Regions from separate parts of the Hordeum vulgare genome. Here region 1 is linked to region 2. The links are chromatin contacts, called in public Hi-C maps. All regions are on one chromosome and are shown on one strand. The core of a region is the stretch at or near the end of the contact, and the rest is flanking DNA. Distances in the headings are between cores, read along the strand shown.

The links. A called contact is a pair of places that touch in the nucleus more often than the background predicts.
Region 1: a contact with region 2 is called in a Hi-C map of seedling, with 2.2 times the contacts expected there. The contact joins the promoter of LOC123450046 here to the promoter of LOC123402089 in region 2. A contact is called at or near these places in 2 of 6 Hi-C or Micro-C datasets (leaf and seedling) and 1 of 1 datasets of contacts at active chromatin or transcription factors (embryo).

Annotation. Positions count from the first base shown.
Region 1 is chr1H:498,235,640-498,241,964 of MorexV3_pseudomolecules_assembly, forward strand. LOC123450046 (periodic tryptophan protein 2) reads right to left here and starts at 3,472. Exons shown (of 8, transcript XM_045127447.1): 1 at 2,275-3,472; 2 at 1,756-2,007; 3 at 1,569-1,661; 4 at 1,035-1,406; 5 at 249-593; 6 at 1-160. The coding sequence starts at 3,444. It overlaps LOC123450055 (golgin candidate 5-like), which reads right to left. Exons shown (of 19, transcript XM_045127456.1): 18 at 5,730-5,804; 19 at 5,301-5,635. The coding sequence ends at 5,609.
Region 2 is chr1H:498,017,678-498,024,657 of MorexV3_pseudomolecules_assembly, forward strand. LOC123402089 (mitogen-activated protein kinase kinase 9-like) reads left to right here and starts at 1,650. Exons shown (of 1, transcript XM_045095963.1): 1 at 1,650-2,714. The coding sequence starts at 1,650. The coding sequence ends at 2,684.

The sequences.
Region 1 (6,325 bases), core at 2,222-4,721, 220 kb after region 2:
ATCTCTGAAGATACTTAAAGGGTACTGATGAGCAGATTGCTCGTACATTGGATGGATCCACAGCAAAGATGCATTGCTTAATCAAGGAGTCTTCGTTTAACCGGAGGCTCAGTAAAAGGGCTCTCTGTTGTTGGTTTTCTGCAAGAGCTTCCTCCACTTTCTGTACAAACACAAAGCACACAAATTTGTCACGGATTGATCAGCAGTATTTTGAGACAAAAGTTCTCAAAAGGACATGAAGTAAATACCTCAGGAGTAACATCAATGTCAAGATCTGTTGGGTCGAAGATAAATGATTCATCAACTGAGTACAACAGAACACCATCAGTGGTCGCTGCAGCAAAAGATCTTCCTGTTGGAGCAAATTTCACACATTTTGTCCGAGCTATGGGTCTTCCACGATTTGCCATGGATCCAGGTAAACCATGCCCCAGGCTACCTCTTGTTTGTTGATCAATTCCATCCTCAACATCGCTATCTTCGTCATCAATTAGATCCAGTGGACCAGCATCAGTCATATTCTTTGAGTTCAGGAAATCAAGAACGCCATCCAATGAAAGATTGCGAGTGATCTGGAATCTTCGCAACAGCACCTGCATAGATGGCATTGGCAAATACATTCAATCATTAATGTGGAGATAAGGCGTTCTTACGAAGTTACAGTTATGTCAATCACTGAAGATAATGTCAAAGGCCACCTAACCATATGCATCTTAGCTGTTATCACGACACGAGGGGCAACATTCAGATGTGGTTAGCTATTAATAGTATCTTTTTAGTTTAGGTTCGTGAGGCTACCAGGAAAATAATTCTGGTCACCAAGTCAAGCAAACATTGGGTACAAACTAATAATAGACAAAGTTTTTACCAAACTACAGTAATTGACACGAGTACATGACAGTATGGCATGATAACTATAGATTGTAAAGAATGAGCATATATAAGATGGGAGGCGCCTCTAAGATAGTAAAAGGAAAAGAGATGAGAAATGTGGGTATGCTACAAAATTGTTTTATCACAAGAGATTTCCTGACCTGTTCTCCAATATCATACATGCATATATATTTGCTGTTTCCTCCTGCTAAAATATAGCTTCCATCAGCAGAATAGCACAGCGTCGTGAAGTACTTTCCTATACTCGTATTAGCTGCAGATCTTCTATCAGTCATGAGCCGCCCGCCAGAAATATCCCTGCGGCCTTCAATTGTATACATCAACAAGCCATCAAAGGGATCCCAGAAATTGATTAGGCCATCTAGTGTGCTGCATGCAATCTGCCTTCCGTCAGGACGATAAGCCAAGGTAAGAACATCATGTGAGTGCTGAAACGTTTCCACAGCACCCTTGCTCTCAAATACATCCCAAAGACGAACGGTCTTGTCCCATGATGATGAAGCCAAAATAGCCTACAAAACATAAGCTAGTTACTCTTTCTGTGGATTTACAAAATACATAGAACCACTAATAGAGCAGATTCAGCACAATTTCCTTAGTCAATTTGTTTCAAAAAAAATTGTACTTTTAACTACCAGGAATAGGAACCAAAATACAGCAAAGCATGGACTTACACTGATTGGTGAAAACATTAGACCATGAACTGGTCCTTGGTGGCCACTGAGCACATCCAACAAACGACCAGTCTTCATTGACCAAACATAAATCTGCATGAATAACATTGTGGTTATCAAGGAACTAGAATTAGAGCATATAGGCAGCAAAAGGACTGCCAGAAAAATGTTGAGTGTATACACACACCTCAAATGAATCAAGTGTTCCAGCACAAATTACTTCCCCGCTCTGATCTGCCGTTAAAGAAACAAATTGTCTAGGTGAAGGGGTCGTAAATGTCTTGAAGTTACGATAACGGAACAGATCCCATGCTCGAATAGTCCCATCAAGGGAGGCACTGAGAAGAGAATGGTTATTGGCCATAAAATGAACTGCAGTAACAGCATTTGTATGCTCGGAAAATGTTATGAAACAGAACCCAGAGGCAGCCGTCCAGACCTGCAGCAAGCAAGTCACGTGTATCAAACTCAATGCAGGATAATGATATACTTAACTGTTAAAACAATATGGTCTTAGACATAGGAAAAAGTTGTGATAGTTATAATTTCTGGTTTTCAATTCAAAGAGGTACTAGAAAAAATATCAATTACTTCATCATCTCAATAGCATTTCATCAAGTATCTTGGCCTACTTTAAGAGCACAGCCGGCCAAGCAGAAAAAGGATATAACAGAGATTGCAAATGGCACCACTAGTTCCAACATACCTTGACTTTGTTATCATCAGCTCCAGTAGCAATTAACTGAGAATCTGGTGAGTATGCAATGCAGTTGACATCGAAGTAGTGACCCTGCTGCTTCAAAATGTAGCTCTCTGACCGCCACTCCCACACCAGCAGTTGGCCAAGTTTGGCGCACCCAAAAACTAACCAATTCCCCAAGCTGTTGAAAATAGCTGTGGTGATCTTCTCCCTTGATATTGAGAGCTGGCAGTGGCACACAAAGTCGGGCATCTGGTACAGCCCAAACACCCCGTTAGAAAACCCAACCACCACCATGTCAAGATCCCGGTGGTAATCACAGGCTGTTAGCTTAGCAGGCGCCTGCATGAAGAAGTTCTTTTTCTGCAGCTCCCACTTTGCCAAATGAAGCGGAGTGGTGCTGGGCTCTTCCAAGCTCTTCCTCTTCCTGCTGCTCCCAGCATCCAATTCCGGCTCACCATCCTGCTCTGGTGTCCCGGGTGAAGGTGGAGGAGATGCGGCATCATTGCCCTCCACCAAATTCCATGTAAAGATAGCTCCGTCCTTTGAAACCGTGTAGACCCCGTGGACTCTGCCCGACTTCTTATCGGTGGCGAAGAAGGCGCCAACGACAGCCGCACGGTGGCCGAGGAAGAGGAAGGGCTTGTTACCGGTGCCCCGCTTGACGGGCAGGAGGCGGGCAGTGAGGTCCTTGCAGGCGACGAGGAGGGAGGCGGAGTCGGGGGACCAGTCGAAGGAGGTGACCCCGGCGGCGAAGCCGGGGAAGACGCGGAGGAGGTGGAAGGGGAAGAACTCCCTGCGGAAGGAGGGGGAGCGCCAGATCTGGACGAGCTTGCCGACGGCGACGGCGATGAGCTGGCCGTCGGGGCTGAAGCGGACGGCGGAGGGGGCGGCCTTGAAGGAGACGCGGTGGAGGACGGCGCGGCGGCGGAGGTTGGCGTAGAGCGCGCGGCCCTTGTCGTCGCAGGCGAGGAGGAAGTCGCCCGAGGGGGAGGTGGCGAGGCGGGCGATGTTGGCGGAGGACTCGAAGGGGAGGGTGAGCGAGGAGGAGGCGGCGAGGTCGGTGGTCGCCACGCGGTTCCCCACCGCCGAGAGGAGCACGGAGGAGTCCCCCGCGAAGACGGCGTCGCCGCCGCGGTACGGCGCGCCTAGAAGGTTCTGGAAGCGGTAGTTCATGGCGGGGGCGGGGGTGGGCGGGAGTGGGGGCTAGGGTTTTGGGGAGGGGGGAGGAGTGAGTAGTTGACGACGACGAGGGTTTTGCTCTGGGTTCGTTCCAGCGTTTGATGGGCTGAATGCGACAGTTTCTGGCCCAACCGTGGAACGGGCTCACGAAATTGAACATTCTTTTTCGTCTCAAAAAAAAAAACATTCTTCTAAAAAAAATTTGAAATTGAACGTCTGCCACACGTGGAATTTTAAACTTTCTTAGGCTAAGGTTATCTCTGATCCATCAGGAACCAAATCCCGATGCTCGCATTTATTTCTGAATTTATTTTAAAATTTTCAACGATACGACATATTATGAAAGGAATTTATAAATTGTAAGATGATACGCGGACTTAATTTCTCGCATGTGCTCGTAAAAATAGGGTGTGCGCTCCGTCCTGTATTGTGTTTAAGAAAACACACGGGACTCCAAAAATGTATAAATATTCTGGGAGCACTTGTCATCCGCTATCGATCGATCCTTGGCTTGCCCCTCGCCGAAACGTGCACGTACGTAGCTCGTCAAGCATCCATACCATATACTTATACCAGACGTGCACAGCAGGGCAAAAGGAATAATGAAAACTGATCGCGCGTGACAAGCTTCCCTTCTTCCTCCTCTCGCCGGTCGGTCTCCTCTGCGCGGCCGGCATTTGCCTCCCCGCCGCCATCTTCCCCTGCCAGCCCAGCACATGGCCATGGACATGTCCACGCACGCGGCGACGGCACTGGAGCACCACCTTGGCCTCCTCCTCGCGGGGATCCTCTGCGGCGGCCTGCTCTCCGGCGCGCTCCTCGCCGCCGCCGCCCTCTCCCTGCTGCTGCTGCTCGCCGGTGCGCTGCTCGCGGTGGCCGCGCTCGCCGCGTCGGACGCGTGCAGGCTCTCGGCCCTCGCCGCGCGCGCCCTCGACGCGGCCGCGGCGGAGCTGAGGCTGGCTGGCGCGGTCGCCTTGTGCGTCGCGCTCGGCGCCGTGGTGCGCGCGTCCGTGGCCCTCCGGGGCTGGGCCGGCGTGCTCGCGTCGCGCGGGGGCTACAAGAAGAAAATCTCATGCTACTGACTGCTGATAGCGATTAGCATGAGACGTATATCAGCTGCCGAAAATATACCGAATGTAAAATACTCGCTCCGTTTCTAAATATAAGTCTTTTAAAAAAAAATACTAAAAAACTACATACGAAACAAAATGAATGAATCTACATTCTAAAATATGTCTATGCTAGTGGAACCTCTACAAAGACTTATATTTAAAAACGGAGGGAGTATAAGTCTTTGTAAAGGTTTTAATAGAGAACAACATACGGATGTATTTTAAAGTATAGTCCTCTAATAAAATACCTAAAAAGATTTATATTTAAGAACGGAGGGAGTAATGTTTTCGTTCTTAGACAGCAAGGAGTGTATGTCAAGAGTTAATGGGAAAAAATCGTGACCATAGATTATTTTTTTATGATCTGTGGAAGAAAATTATACAAAACACGCCAACGTGTGTTTGGTCATGGGCGACATTAGGGCGTGTTGATGTTCCAAATGTGAATTGAATCAGGCGGGCCCATGCGTTGATATAGATTCACTATAAAACTACTCCTTCCGCCCTCCTAAAAAAGGGAAGTATCTCTTTTCTGTGTGTATCTCTCCTTATACCAAAAGAAGGAAACTATCTCATACTTTTTTGGACTAATTGATTCACATTCCACTAACAAATTTTCCAAGGGTAATTTAGTCTTAATATGTCTATAATTAGGTAAATTGGTCACCGTACCGAAAATAATACACCTTATATAAAGGAACGAAGGGAGTATAAATGAAATCTTTAAAAAGACTTGTATTTAGAAACGGAGGGAGTAGTATTTATTAGCTGAGACGATGACACACTTCTCTTCTGTGAACGAAAAACTTTGCATGCAAGTCATCAATGAATGTAGAGCTGTGGAGCTATCCAGTCTAGTGTACAACACACTGGCTATGCTACCGAGACCGACAACAAAGATCCTTCACGATGTACACAAAATCAATAAAGATATATCTTCCTCGTATGACTATCAACTTCCCACACTCGCCGCGGGTTTTGCTTTTTTCAACTCTGACGGAACATGTTCGGGCCTTCAAAACTGTTATCTTGTTGGGTCAATTGCACTATACACGGGCGCCCAATGTCTGGAGCTGGTAAAAGGAACAGACAAAAAAATTGATGTTTTAGGCAACCAGAAGAGTTAATTAGGTATGTAGAAAGGGAAGGAACTGATATGATTCAAACCTGGCTAACAAGAAGATCCACTTGTTCTCTGTACATGTCCTTTAGGTCAACAATATCATTCCGTAACTCTTCCAACTGCAAAACAGCCCCATAATCAGTGCGCATGAAATAGCAGGTAAGGGTTTACAAGACAATACACTAGCAAGGCGGCCAAACTGGGCCGGCTTTGAAATTGGGCAGATTGAGTCAAATCAAACAATAATACTCCCTCCGTTTTTATTTACTTCGCATATTAGCTTTGTCTCGAGTCAAACTTTTTAAACTTCGACCAAGTTTATACAAAAAATATTAACATCCACAATACCAAATCAATATGATTTGAATCACCATTCAATATATTTTCATACCATATATATTCTTTATTGTGAAAGTTTATACTGTTTTTGATAAACTTGGTCAAAACTTTATAAAGTTTGACTTAGGTCAAAGCTAATATGCGGAGTAAATAAAACGGATGGAGTACATTGTCAACAGTAACCATAGGTCAAATTTTAAAATTAACCACAAGTCAATTTCTAATAGGAGACTAGTACTGGTAATTTATCTATGTGTGCTTATTAACTGACTCAGACGACAAACACTGCTTCATTGTCAAC
Region 2 (6,980 bases), core at 400-2,899:
GCATCCATGTGGGGTGATGAGGTAGTAGCATCACTCATCAGTTACATCTTTTTGGGTTGCCTTCTATACAAATGTTGTTTCACTTACTTCGTGTTGAGTGAGTTATTTGTGGTGCAAAAACATCTTAGTCGATGATGCTTTATATCCTATATATCTATCCATTTGGAATTTGGACTGGTGTTGTATTATCTGCATTATAAGTTGGGTCATTCGGGCTATGAAATTTGTAGCAGAAAGTTATTTCCATGTTGTGTTCATTTCTTTGTGTAAAATGATTATAGCAGCCCATGTATATAGAGACTTGTTATGCATATTTAGATACCATCGTAATTCAGCAGATTATTGATTAATTTCATTTCAGTTCCAATTAGTTTTGAACTCCATCTTGAACCATGCCTCCTCCTCGTGGCCGTGCATCAGCTTCTCCAGCTCGTCGTCGCCGCCCGCGCCATGGCAGAACCACGGGTGCTCCATGATGCCGTCCGTGTCAATGCGCGTGGCCGGGTTGGGGTCGAGGATGCGGCGTAGCAGGTGGCGCAGCGCCGGCGAGAACCAGTTCAGGCACCGGAACCTGCCGGCGTAGATCTTGCGGTACATGTTGATGAGGCTGGTGTCGTTGAATGGGAGGTAGCCGGCGGCGAGCACGAAGAGCACCACGCCGCAGGACCAGATGTCGACCTTGGCCGGGTGGTGCCCCTGTTTCGAGAGGATCTCCGGCGCAACGTAGGCAGGGGTGCCGCAGAGGGTGTAGTGGAGGCTCCCGTCCGCGACGGCGCCGAGCCCGAAGTCGGCGACCTTAAGCTTGCCCTCGCCGTCGAGCAGCAAATTCTCCGGCTTGATGTCGCGGTGGTAGACGCCGCGGGAGTGCCAGTACCGGACGGCGGAGACGAGCTGGCAGAAGTAATGCCGCGCGAGGTCCTCCATCATGCGGCCGTCGGAGTCGACGAGCGAGAAGAGCTCGCCGCCAAGGACATCGATGAGAGATACGTGCATGCATGCATGCATGCGCCAGAAGATTGAAGCTTAATTAATTCAGGTGCATTTTGAAACTGTGTGCAGCTATATTAATAAGTGACAAACGCAAGGGGCTGTGTGCAAAAGACCGACCCTGTCCCACTCTGTCCACTTGACGCGCTGTGATTGGCTGTGGACTAAAACTCCACAATAGGTGCACTTTGCTAGTTTTAGAATCAAACCATCACATTGTGTGCAAGTTATAGGATCCCCACTGCTAGTACCTTAAATAGAAAAAGGGGGGGGGGGGGGGGGGCGTTTTCCACGTGACATGGTACTAGCTGGATCATGTGCTGTGTACAGGTCGGTCATGCATGCAGCGTTCACTCGCAGCACAGCCTGGGAAAAGCGCACGCTACAGAGCACGACCGTGGAGCGCAGCGGAGCCGAGTAAAAAGAAGGAACTGAAAAAGTAGCGTCAGAAACGCGACTGCTGTGACGACCACGGTTTCGGTTTGATCCTTTCCTTTCCTTCCTTCCTTGGTCGAGCGGTCTCTACTCCAAGTCGGTTTCCAACGTCGGATCCACCGCTGGCAGCCGCTAACAGGTGGACTGCTGTCTTTGCCTGCCAGCCAGCCGCCCCTGGACCAAGAACGGCACGCGCGCCTGCCACAACCGCTTGCTTCCGCATCCGCATGGCGCCCGGCGGCACGATGCCCCCGTGCGCGCCCCACCTCATGTTCCGCCGCCCGGACCCCTCCGCGCCTCACGCCGTCGTGCCGCCTCCCGCCGCCGCCGACACGGACAAAGAGGAGGAACAGGGGCGCCGGCTCAAGCTGTCCGACCTGGAGTGGCTGGCCGACCTCGGGGAGGGCGCGAGCGGCGTCGTCACCAAGGTGCGCCTCCGCGGCACCGCCGCCGGCCCCGCGCTCGCGCTCAAGGTGGCGCACTACCCAGACGACACCGACGCGGGGAGGGAGCAGGACGAGGTGCTCCGCCGCGCGTGCGTCGCCGGCCCGCCGTCGCCGTACGTGGTGCGCTGCCACGCCGTCCTCCGGGGCGCCGCCGGCGAGCCCGCGTGCCTCCTCGAGCTCATGGACGCCGGCTCGCTCCACGACGTCCTCCGTCGCCGCCGCCGGGCCGGCCTCCCGGAGCCCGCGGTCGCCGAGGTGGCCGCGCGGTGCGCCCTCGGGCTGGCCCACCTCCACGCGCGCGGCGTCGCGCACCTCGACCTCAAGCCCGACAACCTGCTCGCCGGCGCCCGCGGGGACGTCAAGATCGCCGACTTCGGCGTCTCGCGGATCTTCTGCCGCGACGGCCAGCGGCGCCCTCCCCGGGTCTCCATCGCCGTCGGCACCACCGCGTACATGAGCCCCGAGCGGTTCGCGCCCAACGCCCAGGCCGGCTCGCGCGGGGCGTGCGCCGCCGACGTGTGGAGCCTCGGCGTCACCGTCCTGGAGCTCTTCTTGGGCCACCGCCCTGTCCTGCCCGCCGAACGGACGCCGTCATGGAAGATGCTCAAGGAGGCCATCTGCTACGGGGAACCACCGTCGGTGCCGGGGAGCGCGGCGGCGTCGGCGGAGCTACGCGGGTTCGTGGCCGCGTGTGTGCAGAAGGATCCCCGGAGGCGCGCCACGGTGCCGCAGCTCCTCGCTCACCCGTTCGTGGCGCGCCGGGACGTCGAGGCGTCGAGCCGCGCGCTACGGCACGTCATCGTGGAAACCATGTAAGATATCGGGACAGAGACAAGATCAACTGTATTCTTGAGAACGTAGTGCTCTTTCAATTATTTTGTAGCTAAATTATGGTGTAGATCTCTGAACTTATAGACAAGGCATTTCTGTTTCTATTTTTAAATATTTGGTCTCTCAAGATGGATTCGACTATCCAAAAGTCGTAGCATTTCTTTATGGAATCCAAAAGTAGTTTTGGTCTTCATGATGCCTCCATCCGTTTGGCATATAAGCGGCTTTATTCATATTTATACTCACTTTTGGACGAAATATAAACGGTTTTATTCATATTTATACAAATTAAAAAAACTACGTCATCGCCGCGAGTGTAGTTCGTGCCGATGAGGTTGTACAAGACGGTGTAGTCGTCGCTCGGTGTCTAGTCCTTGAGGCTGCCGTCCTTGCTGCAGCGTTGTCCTGGATCGCCGTTGCGGAGGGGCTTGCTCAGCGCAGCCACCTCCTCGTCGCTATCGGAGAGGACGCTAACACCGCCCTCGTTGTGTTCGCAGTGCCGCTCGGCGATTTCCTACAGAGCGCGGTGCTGACGCTCCATCTCCTCCTTGACATAATCGTCGCGTGACCAGGAGAGGCCTGCGTCGAGGTCGGCGGCCATCTCCATGTGCCCCTGCTTCACCACGGGCATCGCCGGCTCCTTCTTCGGCTTGACCATGCGAAGGTGGCCGTGGGAAGGGAAAGGTCGCGGTGGCCGTCATTTATGACGAGGTTGTTGCCACAGTTGTGCCGACAGAGCGGCGTCTCCTCCGGCTCGGGCTAGACCTTGAAAACCCAGCCGATGCGGGAGCCAAGGTGACGAGGATGCCGCAGGCTCTCGGCGACGTACAGTCGCTGACTCGACGGGTCCACACGGGAGGTATCTGGCATTGTTTGTTTTCGCGCCAAATTCCTTTCCCCCGGCGCATCCAATCATCGCCAGCGCGTTGGATTCGGACTGCGTTTGCCGGCATCAATTTCGGTCGTAACCGACGAAATTGGGACTCCTGGGGGCGCGACTGGTCGATTTGTTTTGCGCCAGCAATAAAAAGGACGCCTGCGGGGGCCTGCGGGTGGCGGCTGGAGATGCTCTAAGTTGAAGGGTATACAATTAACATGATTTTTTTTCATGCGAAGTTCCTGATAATCAAACTCTTAAATTCTGGATCTAAGAATCATGGACAAAGGAAAACCGAAAGATCCTTGAAAGTTATATGTTGGGTAGATAGTGTCGGAAATAGATATGAAGCAAAAATTAAGTGGTACGGAGTCAGAAGCAATTATTTGTCAATAGTCACTTAAAATATGCAAAAGAACAAAATAAAACCTAAAACTACTCATGAGTGGTTAACTATCGTAAAAAAATAGTTCGATGTTCCAACATGAGTATAGATAGTATCATATGCCAAAGTTATATAATCCAATATCGGATGTTTTATTTTTTGAATCAACCAGGGCTTGTGGCATATATCCAAGTTATGTAATGCATGCCATAATTATTATTTTAAAGCAAATAGAGGCTTGTGGCATTTCAGACTCCATATTAGATTATATACTGATACATGGTCCAATGTTTTGAGTGAGTAAGGGGAGAGGTGCATGTTTATGCGAATTTGATATTGAACCAAGAAGAAACATGAAACCAAGAAAATGACTAGACATGCTTTAATGGAGTTTGAATTGAATGATATAATTTGGGACAAGCAGCTGATTGTATGTCTCCATTAAAAAACTTATAAATAAACAATGCAAAAAAAAGGGTCAAATTCCTCATAGATTACTGTATATTCTAGAACTTTTTATTTTGAACAATGATATTTATCCATTTTATTTACTTCCACTTAAAATAGACAGCGATGTGTCTGGAAGAAGACACGAACATGTATATATATTTTTAGGTCATCAAATGTCACAAAATAACTTGTTAAGACGTGCGATTTTGTTTGTTTTTTACTTTCCTCTAGTCTTCCGTCTTTGACCTAAAACAACTAGGTTGCACCATTTGAAATTTATGATTTAAACTCCAATCAAGTAGTATCCATGGGCCATGTAAAAATATATAAGTTCAAAAATAAAATTATATATTTCAATATCGATGATTAGTGGTAGATTCAATTTTTGGAAGAATGTATTATATATAATTTTAAACAAATAAAAATATTTAGTAAAAATATATAATAATCGTATATAATTAACCAAAGAGTGACACAGTGATCGCTCCGGATTTAATTAATTTGACATCAACGGGTGGATTAACAAAAAATGTGAGCTAGAGAATATGCAACTACAATAAAAACTCGAGAACCAAGAACCTTAACCCCACTCTTAACAAAAAAATACCTCACGGCTTACAAATAGATTTAAATAGACAACTTTATGGGGTGATGGCTGGGATAAAAAGCTTGTGTTTGTGCTATATCTGATACACTTAAAAAAATCTGAATAAAAGAGTGATAATGTAAAAGAGTTCGAAAAACTATTTTAAAAAGATAGGTTATAAAGTTTTAATTCTATTATTATTTGCTAACTCATATAATGACTAATAAATTCATTAAATTACTAGTTTAACAAATATATAATCACTACATTTTCTTTTTGTACTGGTGTTGATGATGTTATTGCTACTGCTAGATGTTAAGTGTGGTGTTGAGCTGCTTGTGTTTACTGTTTGACAAACCATGTTACGCAACAAGTATGTAGACCAAAAGATAGTGGTTCAGGTTTATTAAAAACCTGGCGACTCAAACTTTTGGGCTGGCCTAATGGCGGAAAAGAAATACATCTTTTGCATTGGGTCTTCCGCAATAAAGGATGGGTTGGACATTCAATTCTCAGGAGACAAATGGCTAAGCAATGCACTTTTTAAGAACAATACCCAACCTTAGAGCGTCTCTAGCAGACCCGTATAACTCACGAAACTATAAGATAACCACTGTTTTACAGTTTTAGGCGGAAAAAACGGTCCGAATAGAACCTATAAACGACTTTGACCTGTATTTTTTAGGGGCACGGTAAAAAGCTCCTCCCAATTTGCAAAAACATAGTTTTCGCACACGTTTCTATGATGCCCTGTATCGAGAAAAAGTATTTGACGGAGCCCAATTACCACGAAAACTTCCATGTCCGCCTTTGCCACACGCCGCCCGCCCGCCCCGGCCGTTGCACATGCCCGCAGCCGCTCGAATCCATTCAGCTAGCTAGCTAGCTAGTTCCTCGGCCCCCTCGAATCGATTGAGCAAGCGAGCTAGCTAGCTAGCTCGTGGATTCATTCAGCTCACTACGGCGATCGTGGCTCCGAATTTGATCGTTTGGATTGATTCTTGTCGGAAACTCGAGCAACTACGAAACGTCGAGGCGTCACGCCACGCGCTACGGGGCGTCATCGTGGAGACCATGTAAGACATCGGCATAGAGAGAAGATCAACTGTATTCTTGGCCGATGTATACTACGGAGGTTCTCTTTCAGTTATTTGTGGCTAGACAAGCTTAGGTACTCTTTTTAACTATTCTTATAAGTATCATGTTCTTTTGTCTCCCAAAATGGATTCGATAATCCAAAAGTAGTTTTGGTCTGCATGATGACAAAGTATGGTTTTCAATTTTAGGTTAGACAAAATTACAGCATCAAACGAAATCATTGAAATTCAATAATTTAAGTTTGCATTTCGGCCAAAAGAAGCGAGCACACTGCCCTACGCACGCCCGTTGTAGAAAACTAACTCATGCATCGATTTGTGTAAACAAACCCTATCGACCTGCCATCGATATACGTTGTTATTAAATGTTCAGTCAATAGATAAAAAAATTCTAATCAAATGACAGAATAATACTCCATATTTACTCCATATTAAATATTCCTAAATATAAGTTTTTTTACATATTTCATTAGAAGACTACATACGGAACAAAATGAATGAATCTACACTCTAATATATGTCTATATACATTTATATGTTGTTTTTTAATAAAAACTTTTAAAAAACTTATATTTAGTAACGGAGGAAGTCCGTACGATAGCTCGGAACACCATTAATCCGTTGTTCGATGGTGGCACCATGTGCCTGGGAGTCCACGTGTGACCCGTACGTAGTACAGTTCGGAATCATGGTCACGGGAATCTCCCATGGAATTTTTGTACTGTGCCGACATGTATTTTCGTCCGGCATTTCATGTTCCTGTCAGCCCGACTATGCTATTGGCCACCTTTTCACATAATTTGTTTAAGGCCTCTCTTAGTGCATTGATGCTTAGATGCGGTGTTAGCAACTAGTCTCCTCAATGCATAGGTGTTTAGCTTTTTTC